Linked DNA regions of Mus musculus: all the other regions are linked to region 1. Evidence: chromatin contacts called from public Hi-C data. All regions are on one chromosome and are shown on one strand. Each heading gives the region's core, a stretch centred on a gene start, on an enhancer-like site or on the middle of the called end of the contact. The rest is flanking DNA. Distances are from core to core; before and after follow the strand shown.

Region 1 (3,338 bases), core at 315-2,814:
GTTAAATATAACCTCACACCCTCTTACTCCAGGGCCCATGCTTTGCCAAGTACCTCTCCCTTGGCATGGAGGACGAGGAGCATGTGAAGTTCTGAACTGTAGCCTTTTGCATCTACCTGGGAAGAGGGGTGAGGGGGCGTGGTCCTCCATGCTGCCTCTTGCCTGGGCTCTGCTAGGTTCTATCCCCACTGCATGCTGAGTGCTTTCCTTGCCCAGCTCCAAAGGCCTATTCATCACTACCCACGATTCTGTGTTTGGTTTCCCTCTGCAGCCTGACTGCAGACCCGAGTTTGCCTATCTGTTGACTGCCTTCTTGGCTGCACCACAATGTGTAGCACTGTAAAATACCTGACCATGTGTTCCTTGCACCCCGACGGAGCCTGCGTTCATTTCACTACTGTCCTAACCACAAATGAAGGAAGGTAGTAATTTACTGAACCCAGAAACATCTGAAAATTCCTTAACCTCATAGCCTGTGCAGGTAGTACAACTTGGTACCATTTGGAGGACTGAAAAGGAAGAAAAGGCTAGAGGGCTGGAAGGAGGGCAAATAATGTCAGAAAAAAAAAGTGAACTTTTAATCAAAAAATCTCAAAATTTTAAAAATTTGAAATAAAGTTGAAAAATACTGAAGCATATTCCTGTGAAAATCATCTGTAGGAGAACAAATGGGGTGAAAAATTTGAACATTCACTGATGAAGAATTTGCCCAAAGCAATTTGTATGATTGCCCATTTTAGGTAAATTTACTAAGTATCACCTTTTCTAGTAACACAAATCCTAACATTTCAAGTGTACAAATGATTTAATTCATAGTATGTCAGCATGCCTGCTTGCCTTTGACCCTGCTGGTACTATACAGACTAGATATGGCTGAATGAGAAGTACCACATTGCAGAGCCTAGGTGAGCTGCGTCAACATGACAACAGTAACAGCATTTAAAATCATGTGTTCATTTCTTTAAATATCTGTAACATTATCCAAAAGTTTCATATATAGCACTTGGTTGTGACAAAAAATAGTAATGGTGAATTGGTGCTTTTGTTTTTGCTAAGCTCTCAGATTACTTAATTTTCTTCCAAAAAGTAATGACTTGGGATTTGTGGCTATACGTGACACACATATATAACCATAATGGGATTGTTTAGAGAATTTGACCATTCAACCCGGTAAGCATAAGGGAGCGCTCAGCAGGGCCTTGGGTTGGATACCTGGGCCTGCAGCTTGCCTGGCTGCCTAATGGCAGCCCTGAGAAGCCTAACCTGCGGGGCACCCTAAGTCTCACTGTCTGTTTTCACGTTCCCTATCCTGGAAACGTGTGCGTGGGGTTTCTTTGTTTTCCTAGCGCAGTGTGTCCCACAGCTCGCGGGCCAGTGAGTGACTAGGCACTCCTCCAGGGAGGAAGAGGGGAAGCAGCGACTGCGCAGCCGCGGGTGGGGAGCTCCCGGCAGGCACCGCGGTGGGAGGCCTGGCCATCGAGCCACGGTCGGGGCTGTGCAGGCCCCACCCCAGAGGGCTCACTCCCAAAGTTTCTGCTGACGCAGCCGCGCTCCCGGCGGTGCTCCCAGTTTCTCCGAAACCCTCCCGCGCCCTCTGCCTGTCCCTGGAGAGGAGTGCCGAGGCGAGGGCCGAGCGGCTGCCCTGTATCCCTGCTGGAGCCGTCCGCCCCTGAGGAAAGGGCCCTCCCCCACTGTAGCGGGGCCGGTTGAAACTTGCTTTGCAGAAAGAGACAAAGTTGTAGACTCCCAAAACCCAGAGTCTGGGAGGATCAAACAACACCCCCCCTTCCCCCTCCCGTAGGCTGGGCCATGGGGAGACCAGAAGGCCGCTGGAAAGTAGGGTGGGGTGGAGTGATGGGGTGGGGCCAGTGGGGCAGGCAGTGGGTGGGGCGCCAGGGGGCGGGCCTTAGGCCTAAGCTGTGCACCAAGACAGGCGAGATGGAGGGCAAGAGTGGCTGGAGCGGAGGGTAGGGCCAAAGGCAAAGACCCTAACTACATTTGTGCAGTACCAGTTGGAACCAAGTGCAAGGTTCCTTGATGGGAAAACTAATTCATAGCATTTTTAAATCCCAGAAAAAGCCTAAGCTTTTGTAGCGTCTCATCTCCTGTCTGTACCTTCTTAAATTAAAAAAAAAAAAAGTTATTTTATGCTACTGGGTGTTTTGCCTGCTTGCATGTCTGTGCACAGCGGCTGTTCCTGGTACCCATGGAGGCCAGAAGAGGGCATCATCAGATCTCTTGAAACTGGGATTACATATGACCTGGGAGTTGAACCTACAAGCAGCAGGGTTTGTTATCCACTGAGACAACTTTCTAGCCTCTACTACGTTAGTAAATGCTAAGAGGATTTGGGGGGAAAGACATTTCTGGAGAATAAGACTAATCTGTCTAGAAGACCTAAGGCCACTGTCTGCTCTCTGTTGCTCACCTTCTATGGTATAGCAGTGTAACCTTAGACCTTTCAAGTAACCTGCATGACACATACAAGAAGTTAGTCGACATACATATACCAGACTTAGAGGACTAATCAGCCAGAGCCTCTAGTTGATAAATTATTTCCACTGTGATCTGTAGCCTGAATGGTTTTTAAAGTCAATGCAGTTGGTACTATGAAGAGTGAATTATTGATAATCATTAACATGACGGATATTTCCTGACCCAGTAGCTTAATTTTGGAAATTTGACACTTAAAGTTTGTTACAAAGGTTATTAAAGAGACTCTGAGCAACAAGTGTTTTGCAGAATACATTTTGTTTGGGCTTATGCCTCATATTTACTATGCACGTGCATGGTATTTTAACACAAGTATGTTTATGATGTGTATACAATTAATATTCTATTAGGAAAGATTGTTATAGTATGGACATTGCTAACCTTGATTACTGCTGCTCACTGCTGCCATTTGACAAAGTTTAAGCTAAATAAAATCCAGTTGATTTGGACATTTTGTAAAGAGAGGTGAATTGCATGCCGGGGTATACTACTACACTTTATCCTTAAAAAAAAACCACCTAGACGCAAATCGCTTATCATGCACGTGTGGATCTGTTTGGGCTTGCATTCACTACATGAATGCAGTAACACCCAACATACTAGAAGAGGTTGGTGTGTGTGTGTGTGTGTGTGTGTGTGTTGGGGATAGTTTTCATTTCTATCGTGGGTGCACATGGGAAACACTGGTGTCTTCTTCAGTATCTTTGCACCTTAGCTTTTGAGACCCACAAAGCATGAACTCAGTTTTCTCCGGGGTTTTCTTGTCTCTGAAGCCCCCCCCCCCGCCCCCCCCCCCATACTTCGAGCACAAGCCTAGCCATCTCCCTGGCATCTGAATATGGGTG
Region 2 (3,215 bases), core at 518-3,017, 450 kb before region 1:
GCCAAAAACATACTATTGCAACTTTGCCCATCTAGATTTCATTTCTACACAGTGGCCACTGGAAGAGTTGAATTGGAGTCTTCCCATCTCTGCCCCCTCCCTCTGTGTCTCTTTATAATTCTCAGCCCCTTTTCAAACATCACACATTGTTTCCTGGACTTAACCGTTTCTCACGAATGTCACCTCAAAACAGCCCTGAGTGTGCTGCTGTGACACTGCTATCTCTGTTCCCAAGCGTGGGCGCCCCTCCCCCACAGCAGATGGTCAGTGTGTGTGACTGCACTCATCACTGGCCTAGCAGAAAGCAGAGAGATCTGCTTCTTGGGCCTTGTGGGCCAATCTCGAAGATGTTCAATTTTGGGAGGGTCTGGTCACACCACACACCATAAAGAATTCCCCCTAGGAACTGACAGACAGATGAACTCCAGAGAAACACCACTATGGCCAGTCTTCACATAGCCCTCCTCCACCCACTAGCCCTAAGAGAGATGAGCCCCCTGACCCTGCTGCATTAAGCAACTTGTCACGGGATCTAAAAAGGAATCCTTTGTCACCCTCTATGATCTAAACAATTGTGCATAGGTAAGTACACTTGACCCTACTTCGTCCTTCCTCACAGTGGGTCCTTAATGGGTAGACTCCTGCTCTCTTCTCTTCTAGTGAACCCCAGGACCTGAACACCTGCTGGTCCTTGGCTCTGGGGTGTGTGTGTGTGTGTGTGTGTGTGTGTGTGTGTGTGTGTGTTGTCTCCAACCTGAAAAACTCTCTTGCCAGCCTGCCTCCCTGATGGTATTGGCATTTTCCAATCCTAGGAAAAGCCCATTCAGAACTGTCTTGACTGCACATCAGCTTCTGGAATCCTGAACCACGCATCCTAAAGAGCTTGCAGTCTTCCAAGGTTTGATGCTCGATGTCCTCAGCAGCTCTGGCTCTGCCTGTGATTAACACTAGGAATGCTGCTTGCAAATGGTCTTTAAAACTAGCCAACAAGACGATGAGTCACAGCCTATCCTCCCCGCCCCCTCACATGTCTATACTATATATTAATGAGGTGTGTCCAATTGAAAATTCAAAACCAAATATATTCATTAGCAATCTAAAAATAGCTGCCTCCCTGTGTGATTTTAAAGCCTGTGGGCTTCTTCTTCCCATGTTGATGCTCCTGGTTTGCCATAATAAAAGCAAGAAAAAATAATCTTTTAAGGTTAATAGCTTTGAACAATTAGTATAAATAATCGCCCACTTTGATGTTTTCTGCAATATTAATTTCAGAGCTGAGCGTATTATTTTGCTGAACCAGAGTGCTAAGCTGATTGGGAGTTAATTTTTACTCTCATTCTATTCAAGGAAGCGAACCTGTGACAGTCCCTATGCCATTATACCATCTTAGAACGATGATCCCACAGCTGTCCTATCTCTGATGGCTCTGACTTCTAAAGGCCATGTCTACAGGATGCTGTGTGTCCAGCAGGGCCTTACCATCTTGCCAAGAAATAGCCCTCCCTTTTGTAAGACTAGCAGAAATCGGAGCATTTTTGTATCAGAGACACCTGCACACCCGTGTTTACCACAGCAATGTTCACAATAGCCAAGACATGGAATTAGTCAAGGTATCCATCAACAGATAGGTGTCTTGGGATTTCTGCTGCTAGGATTAAACAACTTGGGGAGGAAATGGTAGAGTTCAACTTCTAACCCTCAGGTCACACTCTGTCATTGAGGGAAGGAACCTAGAGGGAGGAACTGAAACAGAAGCTGGGAAGGAACACTGTTAGCAACTTCCTTTCCACGTGGCTTACTTGGCATATATACTATACAACTTAGAACTACCCACAAGTCCCACCCCACCCCACCATTGGCTGGGCCCACCCACATCAACCATTGAGCAAGAAAGTTCCCTTCTGATTTGCTCTGGTGGTTTAGATGGGAATGGCCACCATAGGCTCATAGATTTCAATGCTTGGCCACTTGTTGTTCATTCATGGAACTGTTTGGGAAGAATTAAGAGGTGTGACCTTGTTGGAGGAGGTGTGGCACTGGAGGTGGTTTCAAAAGCCCACATGATTCCCAGTTTGCTGTCTCTGCCTCCTGTTTGTCTCAAATATGAGCTCTCAGCTACAGCTCTAGTGCTATGCCTGCCTGCTGGCTGCCATGCTTCTTGCCATGATGGTCATGAATTGACCCTCAGAAACTTTAATCCCCCAGTAAACTGTTTCTTCTCTCATTTGCCTTTGTCATGTGTCTCTTCACAATAGCAGAAAAGTACTTAAGACACTTCCCTGCAGATCGGTCTGCTAGAGGCATTTTTCTCAACTGAGGTGCCTCTCCTCAAATAACTCTAGCTTGTGTTAAGTTGACAGAAAACTAACTAGCACAGATGGATAAAGAAAATCTGGTTACAGACAAACAGATAGATGATAGGTAGACAGACAGACAGACAGATGAATAGTAGATAGATAGGTAAATAGATAATTTATAGGTAGGTATGTAAACAGGTCATATATACATACATACATGCATACAATATGCATGGATCTAGAGGACATTGTGTTAAGTGACATAAACTAGGCACAGAAAGACAAATGATGCATGTTCTTGTTCATATATTCATACATGCTAAAGATCTCATAGAAGCTAAGTGTAGAATAGTGACCACTGAGGACTAGGGAAGGGGGATATTCAGGGGCTAAATAATAGTACCAAATACAGTTAAGATCAGAGAAATTTGTGCTAGAGCTCTACAGTATTGAAGGGTGACTATCATTTATAGAAATGTATTATATTTCATATTTCAAAATAATTAGAAGGGCCACCTGCACCTAGAAATGGCAAGCACTTGAGGAAATGAAAACGATGACTCCTAACCAAAGAGATGGCTCAACAGTTAAGAATACTTGCAGTCCAGCCATGAGAAACTGAGTTCAAATCCAAGTCCCCACCTACAAAAAGCTAGATATGGCTGCATGCATCTCTAAGTCCCAGCACTATGGGGGACAGAAACAAGAGAATTACTGGGGCTTACCAGCTGCCAGCCTACCTTCAGGTTTTCTGAACAAATGACACTCCACAGGTGCTGGCTTGAAAAACGATATTTCAGATGCTCTAGGCAAGGGTCACCCTGAGGATTTGAGCCACAAAGCTAAGTACAGAGCTGGCCTGTGGTTAGGATCCACTACTGGGCTCTAAATGCTAGACTATACACAGGAACACCACAA
Region 3 (3,533 bases), core at 241-2,740, 270 kb before region 1:
AACAAGTACAAACTTGTCAACGCAGAGCGAGGAGAGAGGGACCTGCATATGTCATGTCCTGGAGGCCATTCAGTCATCACAACATCTCCTTTCTCTGCACCACCTCTGATCTCCTCAAGGCCTGGTGGGTGCCCCCCTTGGACCTCTGTGTGCCATGAGATGTTATTGCCATTTGACATCCTTTTCTTTGGCCACAAAGTGACAGCACCTTTGTGGGTCTTATGACCAGTGTATCTCCTGCTTTGCCATATTCAGGAAGGGTCATACATATGCACCGTTAAACAGCCTGTTTCCCCTCCTTGTATCTGTTTGGCCAAACAAGCTCATTAAGTGTTGTATAGCAGTTGTTGTTAGTCTTTGCTCTTTTTCCTATTTTATAGATGAAAGAAAGTCTAGGAAAGAGGAGCTCTGTGCTTTTCACTAGAAATGCATTCAGAAGAGCAGGAGGAGGGCGGGGGTCTGGCTATCAATGGAGCACTCCCTAGACGAAGATGGTTGGAGACATCACTCAGTCACTAAAGGGTCAGCCCCTGGGTAGAGTGCTTGCCTAGTTTTTTGTGAGGCTCTGCATTCAATCCTCAGCATTTCAAAAGGGGGGGGGGCGGGAGCAGCCAGTGGGCAGTAGCTAGACATCAGGCCTGGTGATAGAGAAACTCGTGTTTGGGAGCATAATCCACACCTTAACACTTGGAGGTAGCCAACACCCTCCTCAGCTTAGACAGGCAAAGAGGTTGAAGGTCAGGGGACTGCACTTTGGCTCCCTCGGATAGGAACTAGAGAACTGGAATGTGAACTAAGTACCTTGGTCTTGGGTCTCATTCCAGCCCACGTCTCTCCAGCAGTGCGCCGTGTGCCCTTGGCGGGTGACCAGCTCCAAAGCTTGGTTGTCTCCTTCAGAGCTGCCTCTCTCCTATTTCCTTCACTTTTTAATTTGATTTCATTTATCATTAGTAGTTGGGGGGGGGGCAATGTGTGTACACAGAGTTGTGTGGAGATCAGTGCACAACATTCAAGACTCAGTCCTTCCCTTCTGTGAGTGTGTCCTTGGGGTGGAAGGCAGACATGCGGCTTCTGCAGCAAGCGCTCTTACCTGCGGAGCCGATTTGCTTGCCCTGGGTTCTACTTCTGAAAAAGCAATACCTATAGAAAGTTTCCCAACTAGAATTAAAATACCATCAGCTAAGGATGGACAGAGGCAGTGGAGGTTAAGTGCACCCTCTACTCTCACAGAGGAAGCAGTTTGATTCCCAGCACCCACATGGTGGCTCACGGCCACCTGAAATTCTCATTCTGGAGGCCCTGCTGCCTCTTCTGACCTTGTCTTCTACTGCACATACCTGGTGACACATGCATGCCTTTAGGTAATATACATACATGCAAAATAAAATAATTATTTAAAAAAAAGTATTGTCGATCTACAATCATTCAACCAGGGTGGTGAGTTACGAAATAGAGTTCAGAAATAAACACAAGATGATAAGAGGGAGCTTCCCGGTCAGTAGAGGAAAACCAGAGTGTTCTGGATAGCACAGGGAAAATCCCGGTGAGTGAAACTAGTCATAGGTGCCTAGTGAAGATGCTTGTTATTTCAATAGAGTACATCCCCCCAGTTTCCACCATGGCTGTTAAACTGTTAAGATTCAGGGTAAAGTTCAGAGTTCTGGAATCTTTTTCTTCCCATACTCTCCATCTTACAACATCCCAACGATAAGACCTCACACATATCCTGCAATACTTCCTGATTCCCCAAACGCCTTCCCTACCCCCAGCAGAGCAGGGTAAATATTTGTTCCCACTGTCTGTGCAGGGACTCTGCAGAGGTTAAGTTCCCAGCAGTGATGGCCCTATGAAATAGAGACAAAGGCCTCCTAACCCCTTGGGCAACTACTCAGCTCTAGATTTAATGTCTCCCGACCCCTCCCCATGTTCACACCACACAACGTAGCAATGGAAAACAGGCAGCATACCTGTGATGATCTCATCCCAGCGACTGTTCTCAAGCTATGGGCTTGCAGTGCTTCCCCGGGACACATACTTTACATAATTACACAGCATAGCTTTATTATAATTTCAGACTCTGTTTTTCCACTTTCTGTGCCTTGAGTCGGCAAATTGCTCGTGGTTTTGGACGAATGACTGATCCCTGCCTTTCCTGTCTCCCACTCACTCCTCTTCTGTAAAGCTACCTGTGTAAAGCTCCACCCCTAATCCATTGTTCACAAGTGAACCCCCTTCGCCTGACTACATGTGATCAGTTCCTCATCTCTTTCCCCACAGAGAGAAGTCCTGTCCTGTTGCTTCTCCCTGGCCTTGGGTCACACAGAGTGTACTTAGTTTCCTTTGCCTTTGGGACTTCCCTCTCGGCCAGCAGCTGTTCCATAGCCTCTGCCCCAAGTGCCTGTAGTAGAAGGAGGTGCCTGTTGCCTTCTGTGAGGTCTGGCCTCTCATTCCTATTCAGGACTCACTCCTCGGTAAACCCATGTCTTCCTGATTTAGCTACAGGAAAGTCATTGTGCAAACCATGAATCATTCCCAAGGTGTCCTCCATGGCCAGGGAGAAACTGCCCCTGAAAGCCACCATTATGTAGACAGTGTCACAGGTTCTGCAGGCAATAAGAAGTCATTCTTTCCACTCACCCAAATCAAACAGACGTTCCCATTTGCCCACTGCAGTCTCTTCCCTTACAACACAGATGGATTGAAAAAGAAAATGGGCAATTCCACATGTAAAAAAAAAAAAAAGAAAGAAACTTAAGTAGGAGTATCTAAGGAGTGTTAGGAATGCTAAAGTGTTAGAGAAAGAAGGGCAAGGAGAAAGAAGAGCAAACAATGGGTTACAGGGACGAGCGAGCATGATGGCATATACCCATATGTTGTGGTTCATCTGCACCTATGTACTCAAATGCTAAAGTCTGTACCCCAAATTTGGTTGCCCCAAGATGAGCAGCAGCTTTTATTGTACAAACCTTGCTTTGCAAATTAATTGATCAATAAAAGGCCAAGCCCTGTGATTGTGCAGTAGAGAGAAAAAAGCAAGACTTGAGTATCAAGTGAGGAGTCTCAGGAGAAAACGAGAAGAGAAGAGAAGAGAAGAGAAGAGAAGAGAAGAGAAGAGAAGAGAAGAGAAGAGAAGAGAAGAGAAGAGAAGAGAAGAGAAGAGAAGAGAAGAGAAGAGAATGGAGGAGGAGGCCTCCATGAGAGGAGGTGGACCATGAGCACACGGCCAGGAGAAACAGCAAGTGACAGGGGACATATGGCTGGGATGTAAGTTAGACAAGCTCAAACCCTGCCCAATCTAGGCTTACAGATTCTAAATAAAATAGCAGGATTGTATGGGTTTGTTTTTTTATACAGGCTAGATAGAATATAAAATTCTTACTATACCCATAATCCCAGGACAAGCACTTGGGGGGATCTCAAGTTCATGATCAGCCAGAGCTGCAGACTGAGATGAATGCCTCAGGATAAAAGTCGGTGTTTTCAAGGAGTTTAGAATGTGCCCAGTGGTAGGATGCTTGCTTGGCATGCATTGT
Region 4 (3,213 bases), core at 32-2,531, 320 kb before region 1:
CTGCTGCAGACCAGGGAAAGAGCTTGCCCAACTTAGCCCAGCCAACACAGATCAGAGCTTTAGTGGGCAGCCATGTGATCCAACTCAGGCCTATTCACCTTAGACCGTGAGGCTCCTACCGGGTTTTAAGGAGCAACCAGGAAAACTGAATACATTTCTACCCTCAAATATGAAAGCCAACTAGTTTAAACTCTTATCAACCCTGTAGAGTGAAGGTATACCCAATTGTCTAGTCAGCCTTATTTAGCAGATGTCAAAGCAAAAGGAATACAGAAATAAGGTTCATAAGTGAGCAAAATCCCTATTAGAAAATTAAACTTATGAGGTAAGGCTATGAACTCAATGTCTTTTAATTGCACTAAGATTGAACATCTAGGATGAGCCAATTCAGCCAATGACAAGGGAGGAGAGCTCACAGGGGTAGAGCCTCCTGCTCACAGGAGGGTATTCTCAAGTTTCTCTGTGAAGCTTGTCGGTTCTCTCCTTGTGGACGCCAACTTATCCCTCTGGTCTGAATCCAGATTCCCCACCCTGCCTTGGACTCGTTTCCTTTCTGTTTAGCAGAGATAGACGTGGTTTGTGAGGGTTTTTTTTTTCTTTCCTGCTTCTTTCCTGTTCACATTCACCCCACTTCTTTCCTCTCCCCTCTTCCCCTCATGTATGATAAAGAGCTGTCGCTCTACTTTTTCTAAAACCAGCCCCTTCTATCCAGCTTCTCTGCAGGCTGGCCTCTGCTTGGAAACCTGCACTACCCTCTCCTCTTAATGAACACAATAAATAAATAAATCTAAAACTGTGGCAGGAGAGTAAAGTGGAGAGAGAAGAATTAATATTGGCATAGGAAACAAGCCAGTTGGCAGAAACACTGGAAACCGCAGCCGCCAAGGCCAACCTGGAACAGAGCATGCGCCAAGGCCAACCTATAACAGAGCATGCGCCAAGGCCAACCTGGAACAGAGTATGCACAGGAATGCACACACTTGGAAATGACCCAAAAACCTGTGGTACTGCAATAGAAAAACCCCAATCATTTATATAGTCTTTGCTATTGAAAGTCTAACCTTTCCTGACTGGGTAGCCCTTCTCCTTGCCTCCAAAGGCTTTATTAACTAATTCTCTCTGTGTCTACCACTATCCACATGCGGCAGCTCCGAGTCCTTATTGAAGGGCATAGAACCTGGAAGTGCCAACAAGAGCCTTCCAGTTCCCGATATCTTCCTAGCATACAGCCTTCCTTCTGCCCATGCCACTCCCTGTTGCAAAGTTTACAAAACTCCCTGACTCACAGGAGTTGCCCCGGGTGTCACTCGCCTAGATTCCCCGGCGCTTTCCCCTGGATGTTAACTGCGGGTGTATAAGGTACTGAAATTGTTCCCACCCAGTTTGTTTGAAGGATACCACCCTAGTACCTCCTAATCTGTACCCTGACGACCCAAGCCGTCAGCTACCAGCTCAGCCTGTGCCCACCACCCACACTTTTGAACATTGTACGCATCTGCCCCAGAAACTTCTTTCTGGCAGGGATCCTGGATAACACCAGAGCTAAGGCAAACTTAATGTCTGAAGATTTCTTAACCTAACTGGTTCTGGCTTTAGGGCTGGCCATGAAAAATCTGGCAGGCCACTTCTAAGGCAGGAATGAAGACTCGGGATAACCCGCTAAGGGACAGTCCCAGCTCGTACTTTCTGTTGCTGACCTGACTCATACACCTGCCAACTTCCTGCTGCTCTGGTCCCTGTGCCCAGTATGTGAAGCGTTACTGCAAAGGCCACCAGCCACTTCTGCGGTTGTTCATGTCACCAAGGCTAAAGTCAATGAGAGACAAGATTGATGGCTTGTCCTTGAAAGTGTAACTCATCACCACAGTTTCTGGTGTGCCCCAAATTTTCTGTGTCTAGCTTTCTCCCCAACTCCTAGCGCTTCTAACTTAAAACCAGTACAAAGGAACTAGACTTCCACAGACTTTATGCCAGCTTTCACACTACCCTCTGGTCTAGTTGCTGCCTGAAATCCTATTTGCATGCCCCAGCCAGTGGCCTGGCTTCTCTGATCCAACCTGCCTGGATCCATACTGGTAAGGGCAGGAGACTCTAGGGGACATTAAAACTGGCACTAGCTTATGTAGAATTAGATATGGTTAGGTTTCCAGGCATCAATGTCCTGTCACTGACAGTAAAGAGAGGCCATTAGTAACCTGTGGTACACAATAGCAAACATATTCACTAAACTATCACTTACAAGACAAGGCTTTGGGTGTCCACATGGTGGTTGCTACAATACATGCGGTCAAAATAAGAAGTGTGTGATGCAGTTGCTTGCCTTAAAGAATTTAGCAAAAGAAAAAGATTCATTGAGGGCTTTTAGTTCACAGCTTTACTAGCTAAGAGACCAGAAAGCTCCTCAGACCATCCCAGAGGAAGACTTATCTCCTAGAATCAAAGCTTCTAAGATCCAACCCTAAGTCCAACCCAAAAATGCAATGCATGCAAGAGCCCTGAGTAGCACCCAGGTCAGAGCTTCCGGCCCATGGATGTAGCCCTTTCTTCCTGTCTGTTTCTCTCTGAGCTCTTCCCACAGAAAAGCCACCTGAAGGGTCACTGCTAGAGAGTCGCCTTGTGGAGACTGCCGTTTCTCCCCCAACCCCATTCACCAGTCACCATCGTCCAGTCACTGGCAAGTGTCAGGCGCTACAGTGTAGAGGACGGCCTTGAGGGCATTACATGCATACCAAAGAACCCAGAAGATGCTGTGAATGTCTGTCAAAAGTTTCCTAGGAAAGATGAATGGGAATTGGATCAGGTTAGAGAGTCGGGCTCATCTGTTAGTGTGGGTGCACAGTAAATTATGTATAGGTATGATGAGCAGACCCTAGATGCCATGTTAACCTGAATGGTTGGAGGGTCTCTTGAAGTTTATACAGTTGAGTTTCGACATTACTTTACTCATTGCTACACCTGACCCTGTTGGAGGGTACAATCATGGTGGAGAAGCATGGTGGCTGGATTGAAAGGTGGCTGGTCACACTGAGCATCCACAGTGAGGAATTCACAGAGAGGTCACCATCTCGCTCAGCGCTCAGCTAACTCTCATCGTTACCGGGTCTGTGACCCCAGCCCACATAGCGGAGGCACCCACATTTAGGATGGCTTTTTTTTTCTCCATCTCAATTGACTCAATCTAGAATCTCTCTCAAGAAGTGTCCAGAGGCTTAA

Evidence for each region. A called contact is a pair of places that touch in the nucleus more often than the background predicts.
Region 2: a contact with region 1 is called in a Hi-C map of pro-B cells, with 2.2 times the contacts expected there. The contact joins two enhancer-like sites. A contact is called at or near these places in 1 of 484 Hi-C or Micro-C datasets (pro-B cells) and 2 of 115 datasets of contacts at active chromatin or transcription factors (large pre-B cells and pancreatic cancer cells).
Region 3: a contact with region 1 is called in a Hi-C map of liver, with 2.9 times the contacts expected there. The contact joins two enhancer-like sites. A contact is called at or near these places in 15 of 484 Hi-C or Micro-C datasets (CD4 T cells, LSK cells, the MNK3 cell line and 11 more) and 2 of 115 datasets of contacts at active chromatin or transcription factors (bone marrow-derived macrophages and pancreatic cancer cells).
Region 4: a contact with region 1 is called in a Hi-C map of liver, with 1.7 times the contacts expected there. The contact joins two enhancer-like sites. A contact is called at or near these places in 2 of 484 Hi-C or Micro-C datasets (epidermal suprabasal cells and liver) and 1 of 115 datasets of contacts at active chromatin or transcription factors (bone marrow-derived macrophages).

The regions. Positions count from the first base shown.
Region 1 is chr17:5,188,392-5,191,729 of GRCm38.p6, forward strand. The region is part of intron 4 of Arid1b (AT rich interactive domain 1B (SWI-like)); the gene reads left to right. Among named protein-coding and RNA genes, the nearest start is that of Gm34854, 34 kb to the right of the region's middle. Within about 2 kb of position 1,565, at least 412 of the 459 cell types and tissues checked have an H3K27ac peak or open chromatin away from gene starts, as enhancers often do. A contact at or near this core is called in liver and pro-B cells, where this site is marked.
Region 2 is chr17:4,740,719-4,743,933 of GRCm38.p6, forward strand. No RefSeq gene overlaps it. Among named protein-coding and RNA genes, the nearest start is that of Gm34371, 52 kb to the right of the region's middle. Within about 2 kb of position 1,768, at least 24 of the 459 cell types and tissues checked have an H3K27ac peak or open chromatin away from gene starts, as enhancers often do. A contact at or near this core is called in pro-B cells, where this site is marked.
Region 3 is chr17:4,920,536-4,924,068 of GRCm38.p6, forward strand. No RefSeq gene overlaps it. Among named protein-coding and RNA genes, the nearest start is that of Gm34507, 14 kb to the left of the region's middle. Within about 2 kb of position 1,491, at least 23 of the 459 cell types and tissues checked have an H3K27ac peak or open chromatin away from gene starts, as enhancers often do. A contact at or near this core is called in liver, where this site is marked.
Region 4 is chr17:4,867,345-4,870,557 of GRCm38.p6, forward strand. No RefSeq gene overlaps it. Among named protein-coding and RNA genes, the nearest start is that of Gm34507, 39 kb to the right of the region's middle. Within about 2 kb of position 1,282, at least 53 of the 459 cell types and tissues checked have an H3K27ac peak or open chromatin away from gene starts, as enhancers often do. A contact at or near this core is called in liver, where this site is marked.